Regions from separate parts of the Mus musculus genome. Here regions 1 and 2 are each linked to region 3. A link is a contact called in public promoter capture Hi-C data. All regions are on one chromosome and are shown on one strand. Each heading gives the region's core, a stretch centred on a gene start, on an enhancer-like site or on the middle of the called end of the contact. The rest is flanking DNA. Distances are from core to core; before and after follow the strand shown.

What was found. Capture Hi-C pulls out chosen DNA fragments and counts their contacts.
Region 1: a contact with region 3 is called in a promoter capture Hi-C map of adipose tissue, with 2.8 times the contacts expected there. The contact joins the promoter of Ldha here to the promoter of Pold1 in region 3. A contact is called at or near these places in 5 of 39 promoter capture datasets (the 3T3-L1 cell line, the C10 cell line, cranial neural crest and 2 more), 1 of 115 datasets of contacts at active chromatin or transcription factors (astrocytes) and 2 of 9 other capture datasets (adipose tissue and liver).
Region 2: a contact with region 3 is called in a promoter capture Hi-C map of liver, with 2.9 times the contacts expected there. The contact joins the promoter of Spty2d1 here to the promoter of Pold1 in region 3. A contact is called at or near these places in 1 of 484 Hi-C or Micro-C datasets (CD4 T cells) and 2 of 9 other capture datasets (adipose tissue and liver).

The regions. Positions count from the first base shown.
Region 1 is chr7:46,843,652-46,847,595 of GRCm38.p6, reverse strand. Ldha (lactate dehydrogenase A) reads right to left here and starts at 1,792. Exons shown (of 8, transcript NM_010699.2): 1 at 1,679-1,792.
Region 2 is chr7:47,005,917-47,010,038 of GRCm38.p6, reverse strand. It overlaps Spty2d1 (SPT2 chromatin protein domain containing 1), which reads left to right and starts at 1,625. Exons shown (of 6, transcript NM_175318.4): 1 at 1,625-1,964. The coding sequence starts at 1,905. Gm32031 (predicted gene, 32031) reads right to left here and starts at 1,485. Exons shown (of 2, transcript NR_166573.1): 1 at 1,446-1,485; 2 at 1,031-1,315.
Region 3 is chr7:44,546,951-44,550,995 of GRCm38.p6, reverse strand. Pold1 (polymerase (DNA directed), delta 1, catalytic subunit) reads left to right here and starts at 2,181. Exons shown (of 27, transcript NM_011131.3): 1 at 2,181-2,241. It overlaps Nr1h2 (nuclear receptor subfamily 1, group H, member 2), which reads left to right. Exons shown (of 10, transcript NM_001285517.1): 8 at 152-251; 9 at 488-696; 10 at 865-1,380. The coding sequence ends at 1,011.

The DNA of each region.
Region 1 (3,944 bases), core at 543-3,042, 2.3 Mb before region 3:
CTAAGGGGTATACACCGTGTGTCATTGTAACCTGCCCAAGGTATACTCACCAAGTCCCTGTATTTAAAAAAAAAAAAAAAAAAACGCTGACTTTGCTACCTTTGGACTCCTTTTCCATTAAGTGACAATGTGACAAAGAACAGAAGTGGAAAACCAAGAATAGCCAGCGCCAGGGTGTGGTCTGGCTCTCACCAGGAAGGCTCTCACCTTGAAATGGAAAAATAATACCGAGGTCTCCGTGTACGTGTAGCCGCCTGAGGACTTACTCATCTTGATGAACCCCAAAAGGGGATGGTATCTCCTCTTATATGGTTAGAAAGCTGCCCTCCCGCTCTTCTCCCATCACCCAGAGCCCTACAGCAAGTAGAGCGCCAAGTTGCTCCAGGAAGTACCAAAAATCAAGAGCAGAGGGCGCCAATAACGGCCACAAGGTGCGACCCCAAGGCATAGCAACGTGCTTAAGCCTGCGCACGCGCAAGCTTCCTTCCTAACCCCCCCACCCCCGCAAGAACCCAAGTTGTATGACCAGCCCAGATCCAGAAGACTGGCAGGCGGGGGAAGGCAGTGCGCGTGCGCAATTTCAGAATCAGGTGTCATATATATAGGTCTAGCGACTGCTGGCCATGGATGAGACCTCTGGCAGGCAGTTCGGCGTCAAAGTTTGGCCCTTACTAGAGCCCAAAGCACAAGCGCGGTGAAGTGGAGCTGGCAGCCACCTTAGCCTGGTGCCAGAGTGAGATCTCAAATGCCACTAACAGGATTAGGGCCTTCACCCACCAGGGCGGGGCCTCATTACCCAGGATGTGGCCGCTAAGGGAAATTTCTTCAGTTCCAAAATGGGGATACAATTGCGGAGGGCCTGAGGCCTGGAGCCCACTCCCACCCCCGCGATGGCCACCTTTCCCAGCAAGCACCATGTCTATTTTTGAAATCGTTCCAAAGTGCAAAAGGACTGGACAAGATCTCTGGGCAAGCAGCCTAGGGCCATCAAGCAGGAATCCGGTCTCCTTACAACCGCTGCTATTTCTAGACAGCCTTGTGAGGTCTCTGCTGACTGGGGGCAGGGCGTGGGGCTCTTCCCTCAGAGAATCTACTTCACGCAAACCTCAAGTCTGTGCTCTATTAGGACAGGGTGCCTCTACTTCCCACCTACGACCCGATGGGTGTCGCAGGCCTCTCAGCTACAGGTTTCCTCCTTCCGTCTAGGGTGCAGAGGAAGGACTGCGACTCTTCCCGCTTCCTCTCCGCACGCAGCGCGCTTAGCACGATCCCCAGTCACACCAGGAGCGAGCCTCTTAACAAAATGCGTTTAGGGCAAGAGCGCCCTATAATCTGCAGGAAACAACCACTCCACCGAGCCCACGCAAAGGAAAATGCAAACCGCACGGCTGCTCCGAAGCACCCGCCCCGGACGTGCCAAGGCTTTTTCGGCCCCCATGGGCTCGAGTTACGGGAGCTCAAGTTTCGCACCGCTCCCTCGCCCCCGTTCGGTGGCTCCCAACCTTCAGGCCAGCCACCCCTTAGTCCTCTTTACACGGGTCTCGCCGCCCCAGGCTGGGTGGGGCCGCCTGCTCAGTTCCCCAAAGCACAGTAGCCCACGCGTGCCCAAATCTGAACACCCTGCACCTCCACCCCGGATAGGGACCCCCTGTGCCGGCAGCGTGGGGCCCAACCGTACCGCTAGTGCACGATGGGGGGGCGACTGGCGAGGAGAAGCAGCGTGGCCCGAGCTCGGCGACAGTGGCTCCAGCACGCAGAGCAGCACGCGGGCGGGGCCTTAAATGGAAGCTCCGCGCTGACGTCAGAGTGGGAGCCCAGCGGACGTGCGGGAACCCACGTGTAGGCTGGGCCGGGGGCGGGCGTCCAGCCGGGCTAGGCGCCACCGAGACCGGGGCGGCGCGCGCAGCACGATGTCCCTGCAAGAGTGGCTCCACGTGTGCTGCGACACCCCAAAGAAAGGCCAACCCGACATGCTCCTCAGCCTCAGAAGCAGGAGCCCGAAATGCATCGATCCTCCGCCTCCTTCACCGGAAAACTTGTGAGACTCAGAAAAAACCCTGGTCACTTTCTTCATTGCTGTTCCCGGCGCCGGGAACAACTCCTGGCAAGCAACAGGCCTTCAGTAAATATTGTGTGAAAGCACATGCCAGCACCGTGCCGGTCTATCCGCCATAGCAGCCTATCAGATGGGCCTTTCTCCTGCCCCACTTCCATCTCCCAAACCATGGGGGGAGGGGGGTGCGGCTCAGCTTCTGATGGCTTGCCAGCTTACATCCATATCTGCCCTCTCCCATGCCATCCCGCAGGCATTTGTGTTTAGCCTTACCAAGGAGTATCAGGGCCCTTGCTTGTTTTCACACACCCCCTCTGCCTTTAAACGTCTTTCTAGAGGTCTCATTAAGCTGTGAGGCCAGTTCCTGTTCCTCTCCCAGCTCCCGATCAACCGTATGTGAATCTTAAGGTACTCCACCACTGATAGGATGTGAAATGGAGTTTGCAACTGCTTTGATTTCCTTAGTGATGGGAAGAACTGTGACTTTCAACCCTGCTCACCCATCTCCCCGGAAGGGATGTGTTCACTGCAGATTAAGGTCTATTACAGTCTTGAGCAAGATTTGAACAAGCTGGTTGCAGGGTGCTGGATATGCAGGGATCATGTGAGAGGGAATGAAGCTCACAGCCCCCCCTTATTTTCGCTTGTCTGTATCCCTTGTGATCTCTTTTATAACAAACAACAGGCTAGGAGTGTGGCCAGGACAGGGACACTTGTCTTGCATACACCAAGGCCTGAGTCCCTCAGCAGAGCGCAAATTTAAAAAAATTAAAAAGTCAAACAGTTGGACCTGGAGAGATGGCTCTGCCATTAATATCACAAAAGCTTGTAACTCCAGATCCAGAGGTTCCAATACCCTCTTGACCTTCATAGAGTCTCTCTCCCCCTATATATAGTTAAAATTATTTTTTTAAAAAAGTCAGAACAAGAGAAATGAAATTTAACTTTTTAAAAGAAAAAAGTGAAGGTGAGTTCTAAGAGACACCAGAGCAAGTAGCAAGCAAGAGGAAGAGGAGAGCCTTGTGGATACCTCAGTGTAGAGTGGTGAGGGGGAAGCACAGGTGGAGATGTAGTAACTACTTGTGCTTATGGTCTTAGATTGGGGGCAGTCCCATGGGACTGAACTATTAACCTGTGGAATACAGTGCTCTAAGCAGAATGTAAACTGGGTTATCAGATGCCCAGGCCAGGTTCATCTGCTAGGAAATTGCTTTGTGCGGAAAACACACGTGTGGAAACCTCATGTGCACACAAGCTCCTTTGACCCCAGAAGGATTCTGGGAAGGGATACTGTTTCTTCCCTTCCCTTAGACCCATATACCCACAGAATGGAAACTCCCTCTTTTCATCACCCTATACTGTGGCCTGTGCACCCTTCAGGGACCCCCTCACAGGTAAGGAGTAGGACTCTGGACCCCATGCAGAACACAGATAGGCCTCCTTCCTCTCAGCAGCATTTGTGCAGCAGCATCACAAGGCCAGCTTCCAGAAAGACCCATACTTTGCACTTTCTTGGTTGCAAAGGGAAAATTCACCCCAGCTCCAGGAAAAATGGGACATCGGTTTAGCTCACTACAATGGTTTTCCAGATGCTGCTGGATGCCCAGGGACCACAAACACAGCTGGAGGCATTGAGGGTGAGGCACAGGGTGCCCAAGGGCAGCTTACAACACCTCAGGTCCCCAGGGCTGTGGGACAATGTTCTTATTCAGTGAAGGATGGGGCCTGCCAGCTTGTTAAATATGTCCCAGCTGGGAGAAAAGCAAGGCAGAGAGCCAAGAGGGGGTGGGGTTGAGAGACAGGTAAGACTCCCAGGAAAGGCCTGTGAAGATACCTCAGGCAGGTTCCATTCCACTACACCAAGACGCTTGGTGATCGCCACTCCAAGCAC
Region 2 (4,122 bases), core at 376-2,875, 2.5 Mb before region 3:
TTGGCCATCGTTGGACTACAAACTGTAAATAATCACAATAAATTCCCTCACTATAGAGACATTTCATAAGTTCTGTGACTCTAAAGAACCCTGACTAATACAGATAGGGGTTCTGCCATTCCCTTACTCCTGACTGAATTACCACAAGCAGCGGCAGTAATTTAACATTAGCTACTGTGCATGTTCTCTCTCTCTCTCTCTCTCTCTCTCTCTCTCTGACACACACGCATGCGTGTGCGCGCGCACACACACACACACACACACACACACACGCACACACACATATACGCATGCTCATTACTACTATATAGTTACTGACAGTTTCATGGGTACACATTTACAGCAGCTCAGATGAGCTAATTTAACATGGAAGAGACATGCCCTGTTTAGTAGTGCACAACTAAGTTCTGGTATTCTATGGAGCCCTTACTAATATACAGGCAAAAACACTCACACACAAAAATGTATATACGTATGTATTAAAAAGCATCTATAAGTACAAAAAAAGTATCTATAAAAGGAATATTATGTTGAGTTAGGGGCGGGTTCTTAAGATATCTGAGGCTGAGGAAGAGAAAAATTTCTACACTGCCAGCCAGTGATGGTGCATGCCTTTAATCCTTGCACTTGGGAAGCAGAGGCGGGTGGAACTCTGTGAGTGTGAGGCTAGCCTAGTCAACAGAGTAATTTCAGTACAGCCAGAGCTACACAGACAAACCTTGTCTAGGAAAGGAAAGGAAAGGAAAGGAAAGGAAAGGAAAGGAAAGGAAAGGAAAGGAAAGGAAAGGAAATTTAAAATTCTAGGGGGAAGGCAGGCTTCATCTTGGTCTTTTACTCAGCCTGAAGTGGAGCCATTCCAATACAGGCGCTCACATCATCACAGAATAAGGTCTATTGTATACACTCACCCTTTCAGCTGTACAAAAAATAGTAAATAATGCAGCCACCCCCACAGTCCAGTTTAGGGGTATTTCCATCACACCAAACCGGTCCGTAGCCCATTCCCACCCCCAGACTCAGGTATACCTAGTTATTCACGTCTACTTTATTGAGTCGAAATGACCAAATTCAAGATAACGCAAAAGAAAGTCAGGCTAGACTCCCAATGAATGCACTATATTCTGCAGTGCGTCAGAGTCAAGTTCTGCTTGGCATGTGACGAAGGTCTTCGCTCTTTCCCTAGGTTTTTAAAAGAACATCAGGTGCCTCCAGGAGATAACTGGCGTCCCAGGGACAGGATTCTTGTGCGCATGCGTAGCTTCGGGGCTCCAGCGAAACGAAACCGAGATCCCTTGCTCCAGACCTGTCGCACCAGCTGTTGGAATACCGTCATTTGGAATCTGTACATCCACGCGTGACACCTACAGAGCCCAGCTCTAGAAGGGGGTCGGGTCTCTCTTCTTCTCCACCCCCCCCCCTCCCACCCCACCCTCCCCGGATCTCACACTGAAACCCTCTCTCGCCGCGAAGATCCTCGGGCTGACCGCTCTCCCCGCCCCCTTTAGCCACACCCCTAAACTGCCATTTTGCGTCTGATTGGCTAGTAAAAGCCTCAGTCCCACCCATTTGAGCCAACGCCAACGGCCACGTACCCGTTTTCCGTGTCTTATCTCCGAAAGCGGAAGTTGCGCAAATACTTGCGAGCGCTGCGGAGGCGCTGAGCGTGTGTGTGTGAGTGTGTGTGTGTATGTGTGTATACATACACACACATACTTCGTATTCGGCGGCAGCGCGGGGGCGGTACACGGCATTAGAAGGCGCCGGAAGTGTCGGTGTCGAGGGGCGGCGAGAGAAGGGCCACCAAGGCAAGCCAGTCAGTAGCGCTTAGGCTCAGCGAGAGGCAAGACTCGCATCCACCGCGTCCCGAGTCCCCGGCCCAGCCGGGCTTTTCTCTTCGGCCAGACATGGACTTCAGGGAAATCCTCTTGATCGCTTCCAAAGGACAAGGTGTCAACCACGTACCGGTGAGTCCCCGGGGTTGCTGTAGGAAACCCGGGCGTCAAGTTCGTGTGTGGTGGGTGGAACTTCTCGGGGAGCGTCTGTCGGCCTCGGGAAAGCCTGAACTACGCACGCCCTCTTCTGGAGTTTTAGCGGAGGTGTGGGTACACGGGAGCTGGGGATGGAAAAGGGAGCGCTTTCTTGGGGTCGCTTTCGCCAGCTCCTGTGCCCTGAAAAGTAGGCTTTGCGGCTTTCGGTGTTTTTAAGAGTTGCGCAAAGTCGGGGGGGATAAGCCGCGCCTGACTGAATACTGTGTAGCATTAGTAGCGCCTGGCGTCGAATAAACTTCAGCCCCTAAATTGAGGACCAGTATAGTCAGGAAACTCGGGGACTTTTAAGAACTTTAAGGACTTGTCCTGATAGCCTTTGGGTCTTTTAGCGGGTCGAATACGGATTTCCAGGTGAACGTTTTGTGATTTCTTGAAAGCGTTCTCCGGTTCGTGGCCCCACCCACTGAACCAAAGATGGTATCACCTGCCAAGGAGGTATCTTCTGTTGGAAAGAGTTCAGGGCTTTGCAGGAAATCCATAGCCAACTGTGAGGTGATCATGTGGGCTGCGGGTGTGCTGGTAGACCTTTTATTTGCCGTATGTCCCTTGGATCTATCGGTTCCCTGTGCGAACGGATTGGGCAAAGCCTTTTTCAGCTTTCATTTCCTAGTGGGCTTCCAGATTTTTAGGTTCCGTTTGCTCAGTAAATGTGTGAGTTTGATAGTATTTTCAGAGGTAAATACTGAAGTGGTCCCACATCTGCTTTCTGGGGTTATAGCTGTTTTGCATAAACTACTCATTTCTGGATCACCAGAAGGTACCCACAGAACAGCTGTAAACCGATATATCGCAATGTGATACCCGAGATTTAATCTGTGAAGTGTCCAACTTAAAAGAACCTTCTAGAGTCAATCAGTTGGAATTTGCGATCTCACTTGGATTCTGCATTTCCTAATTTTGTATGTTGCAGTATTTTTTCCTATCTTGTCACTTCCTGTCAAATCCAGCCTATTTTTTAACCCTTGAGTATATCTACCTAAATTAATGAGTAAACGTAGTTATATTTGTATGCATGCACACACACACACACACACACACACATATATGTCCCACCCTGATAATAATCACTCAATAAGATTCTGCTAAGCCACATCTCATCAGCCTTGCAGGTTTTGCTGTGGGCACAAGCCTTTATGCATTTGTACTTTATGCATTTGTAGATTATCTAGTCACATTACTGTTAGATATCATAATCATGTTTGCATAATTTGGTCTGTATTTTATCTTAAATTTTCTTGAATCTCGAGAAAAGTTTAAAAGAAAAACAAAAAAACAAAAACAGATACTAGCTTTAGTGCCCAAGAATTGTCTTGTGGAAGAATCAGAACCCAGATTTAGAAAGCCAATATCTGGTTGGGTGTAATGGCTCATACCTTTAATACCAGCACTCACAGAGGCAGGAGGATCTTGTGAGTCCAAAGCCAGCTTGGTCTACACCAGGACAGTCAGGGCTAAGGAGAGAGACCCTGTCTCAAAAAACTAAAAAAAAAGAAGGGAGAGAGAGAGAGAATGAGAATGAATGAATTAGAGAGAGAGAATGAGAATGAATGAATTAGAGAGAGAATGAGAATGAATGAATTAGAGAGAGAGAGAATGAGAATGAATGAATTACTAAAAGCCAAAGCTTCTGGGAAAAGGGCAGACAGATCATCCTAGAGCAGAAAAATTTTAAATGCGTGATACTTAGAGAGTACGTGTATTGGTTGCTTTGTGATTGTACTCTGTGAAGTGATTTACATTTATAAACCATCCTTCCCTCCCCTAAAAGAGAGAGTAAACTTAGAGGTTTGGCTCAGTGTGCATCCTTAACTTCTTTATCTTTTACACGGAATGAAAGCCATAAAAAAGAAATCAATTGGAATAAAACAAGGTAAATAGTGTTAAATTTAATCCATGATCTTGCTTAATCTGACCCATCTATCCAGCTTAATTTTATCAGCTCAGGATAATTTGAACGCTGATTAAACACAGAGTATTAACAAATTCCCATGTCCCGTGCTTTATATTTAATATACATCAACACAGGTTGTATTACATGTGTGTTGCTTTCATGTTGCTGTTTCCTCGGTGCTCT
Region 3 (4,045 bases), core at 932-3,431:
TGGGGTTAGTGGCCTTGGATGGGGCAGTGGGTGATAGAGTTGAAGGAAGGAAAGTTAAGAATGTCTTACCTGGCAGAAGGGTGGCAGCCTGCTGGTCTTGGCACATTTGACTCTGGGGCAGCTGAAGAGCCCTGTACCTTGTCACCTCCAGATCATGTTGCTAGAAACAGCCAGACGCTACAACCACGAGACAGAATGCATCACGTTCCTGAAGGACTTCACCTACAGCAAGGACGACTTCCACCGTGCAGGTCTGTGGAAGGCACTGACTTGGTCCTGGGGTTTCTGCCCCGTTGGCCCTCCAGGCCAGGCAGGCACTGGCAAGGAAAGATCATGTTTAGCGAGGCCAGATGCATCGTGTAAGAGGCACTCACAGGGTCTGTGTGGGGCGGAAGCCGGAGTAACTGTCACAGGCTGTCCTTCCTTCCCCTTTGAGTGCCCTGGGACCAGGGTCCGGTGTGAAGCTGGGCTGGGGCTGCTCTTGCAGGCTTGCAGGTGGAATTCATCAATCCCATCTTCGAGTTCTCGCGGGCCATGCGGCGGCTGGGCCTGGACGATGCAGAGTATGCCTTGCTTATCGCCATCAACATCTTCTCAGCCGATCGGCCTAATGTGCAGGAGCCCAGCCGTGTGGAGGCCCTGCAGCAGCCCTACGTGGAGGCGCTCCTCTCCTACACGAGGATCAAGCGCCCACAGGTACGGGAGCTGCCTGTTGTATATGAGCAGTCTCAGTATTGGGGTCCAGTGGCACATGTTGGGCACACTGAGCCTGGGGCCTGACCACTCAGGGTGCTGGCTTTCCAGACAAAGCTGGCTTTGCAGGACAGGGCCCCAGCAGGACCGACTTGCCTCCTCTCCCTGCAGGACCAGCTCCGCTTCCCACGCATGCTCATGAAGCTGGTGAGCCTGCGCACCCTCAGCTCCGTGCACTCGGAGCAGGTCTTTGCATTGCGACTCCAGGACAAGAAGCTGCCGCCCTTGCTGTCCGAGATCTGGGATGTGCACGAGTAGGGGCAGCCACAAGTGCCCCAGCCTTGGTGGTGTCTTCTTGAAGATGGACTCTTCACCTCTCCTCCTGGGGTGGGAGGACATTGTCACGGCCCAGTCCCTCGGGCTCAGCCTCAAACTCAGCGGCAGTTGGCACTAGAAGGCCCCACCCCACCCATTGAGTCTTCCAAGAGTGGTGAGGGTCACAGGTCCTAGCCTCTGACCGTTCCCAGCTGCCCTCCCACCCACGCTTACACCTCAGCCTACCACACCATGCACCTTGAGTGGAGAGAGGTTAGGGCAGGTGGCCCCCCACAGTTGGGAGACCACAGGCCCTCTCTTCTGCCCCTTTTATTTAATAAAAAAACAAAAATAAAGTTTGAGTACAAGCCATTCCTGAGCCCAGTGTGGAGAGGGTGGGCCATCTCTCTGCCCAGGTGACTGCGCTTGGTCTAGGTTCAGGCCACAGGGGTAGGGGTCGCTCCGCCGAAGACAGGTTATCTTCATACAGCATAGTTTGAGACACTAAGGCGGATGGAGGCCAGTGGAAAAGGAGAGGAACTTTAAGAGGAGGGTCTCAAAAGAACACTTCTTTTTTTTTTTTTTTTTTTTTTTAATTTTATTTATTTTATTATTATATGTAAGTACACTGTAGCTGTCTTCAGACACACCAGAAGAGGGCATCAGATCTCATTATGGGTGGTTGTGAGCCACCATGTGGTTGCTGGGATTTGAACTCCGGACCTTTGGAAGAGCAGTCGGGTGCTCTTACCCACTGAGCCATCTCACCAGCCCAAAAGAACACTTCTTAGGGCCAGGTTTTCAAAAGCTGAGGACTGCATCTGGCCATGAGTGTCATAAGTCAGGAAATGATTTGTGGGGCAACAGAAGTTATACAAGAACCTGGGCGTGTAGGGACTCTGAGGAAAACAGAAAAGAAGCTTGCTTCTAGCAAAGCATCAGGGTAGCATCCACTGTGGCAGTCTTCTAACGCTCCTGCAGTGGGCGCTCGGGGACCGCAGGCCAAACCCCTAAGAGCCAGGATGCTGGGGGCGTGTCCTTGTTCCGTTAGCGTCATGGGGCGGGGCCACTTGCGAGAGGCGTGGTTGTGGGTCCTCCAGAGTGGGACGTGGTTTGATCGCCCAAGCGGGCTAGGGGCGGGACCCAGCGGGCGCGCCGCAGCTCTGGGCCTGCGCGCAGAGGGTTCAGGGGTCACGGCGGCGTATCTTGTGGCGGGAAAAGCTGTTTGAGGCGGTAAGTAAGGAAGAAGAGTATGGGGCGCTCGGTCGCGCAGCTGACGCCTCGAGCAGAGTGCTCGCAGAATGTCTGCAGCTGGGGGAAGGATAGAGCAAGGCTGGCAATGCAAAGGACAGATCCCCTGGAGCTTAGGACCTGGGGTGCGCTGGACTGTCCGGGTGTGGGCTCAGCGGCGTGCACGCTAGCCAGGAGGGAGGGGCCGGAGGTGCAGGGCGTTGGTGCCTGTTCCGCTGTTCGAGAGACAAGGCGACGGTATCAGAAAGTCCAGCAAGAAGTAGGAATGAGCCGGGAATAGTGGCGCACTTTTATCCCCCGCACTCGTGAGGCAGAGACAAGCGGATCTCCGAGTTTGAGGCTAGTTTAGTTTACAGAGTGAGATCCAGGATAACCAGGGATACACAAGAGAAACCCTGCCTCAAAACCCCAAATTTTTTTTAAAAAGTAGGAATGGGAGGAAAAGTAATGCCTTAGAGCCTTTTCTTTTTTTCTTAGTGCGTGCGCTATGATGCGCACGTGGAGATCTGAGGACAACTTTGTGGCGTTGTCTCTTTCCGCTATGTGGATTCCCTAAGATCTAACTCAGGCTGTTCAGCTTGGCCAACAAGCTCAAATATCCATTCCGCTGTCACATCGGGCCCCATGTGATGCTTTATATACTAAATAGAACAAGCAAATTGATACTAGATGGGACAGTCTGCTTACCCAGTTTGGTGTTTGGTGGGGGAGGTGAGACATATCCCACAGTCCCAGAGCAACTGTCACTGCAGGGTCCCAGGGGAGGAGCCAGGTGTGAAGCTGGCAGTGTGTGAGGTACCCTGGGGAAAATGAATGGTTACTGTTTTAGTGTGCCACCATCACCACAGCGGGAGTGGGAGTGAAGACAGCTGTCCTGCAGGATGCTGCAGCTTCAGAGAGCATCCCTCTAGCGAGTGGGGCTTGCACCTGGGTCTGACTGTCCTGAGGGGAATGGGAACGTTGTGCCTCCAAGAACATCCCTGTCCGGGAAAAGGGGAGACTGAGGTGACAGAAGCAGTTTGTGGGAGTGGAGGAGCTTAAGGGGCCACCCCTCCAGGAGAGGTACAGGAATCCTTGGATCTGGCAGCCCTGGGAGAGGTGACATGAAACAATTGTTCAGCCTTTGGAGGCAGGAGGATGGCATGTTCTAAGCCTGCTAGGGCAGCTTGGTGAGATGATGTCTCAAAATGAATAAGAGAGCCAGGATGTAGTTAGTGGTACAGCCTAGAATCCCTCAGTGAGGGGTTGGGGTGGGACTCAGTATTGAGCCCTGCTGAGTTAAACCCCCAGACCTCTACTGGCTTTTGAGACTCAGGCTTTCTAGCTCAGACTTGGCTTTGAATTTGCCTTTGAGGCATACAGCTTGGATTATGGGTAATGGCAGATCCAGTATGGATTGGCTTATATCTGGGAGGTATGTTGTGAGTGACTTACTGGCGAAGCTACTGTTTGTCATAGCACCGCCTTCCCACTCTGGTCTGTGGGAGCCAGCTCCACTGCTTCCCCCGCCTCCTTCCGGAGCTGTGTGTGTGTGTGTGTGTGTGTGTGTGTGTGTGTGCGCGCGCGCGCGCGCATGCTTCCTGACCTGGTGATGGAGGGATGCTCATTTTCTGTGCAGTGCAAAGCCATGTCCCCATGTCAGTGGTCCTCAGTGGTGTCCTGCAGCTTTATTAGTGCAGCGCGTGAACTTGTGTGTTTGGTTGAACTGTTTGGAAGTTGTAGCTGGCATGATATTTCACCACCAGCACCCTACCCAGGGTCCCCTAAAAGCAGCATCTGCTTGCAT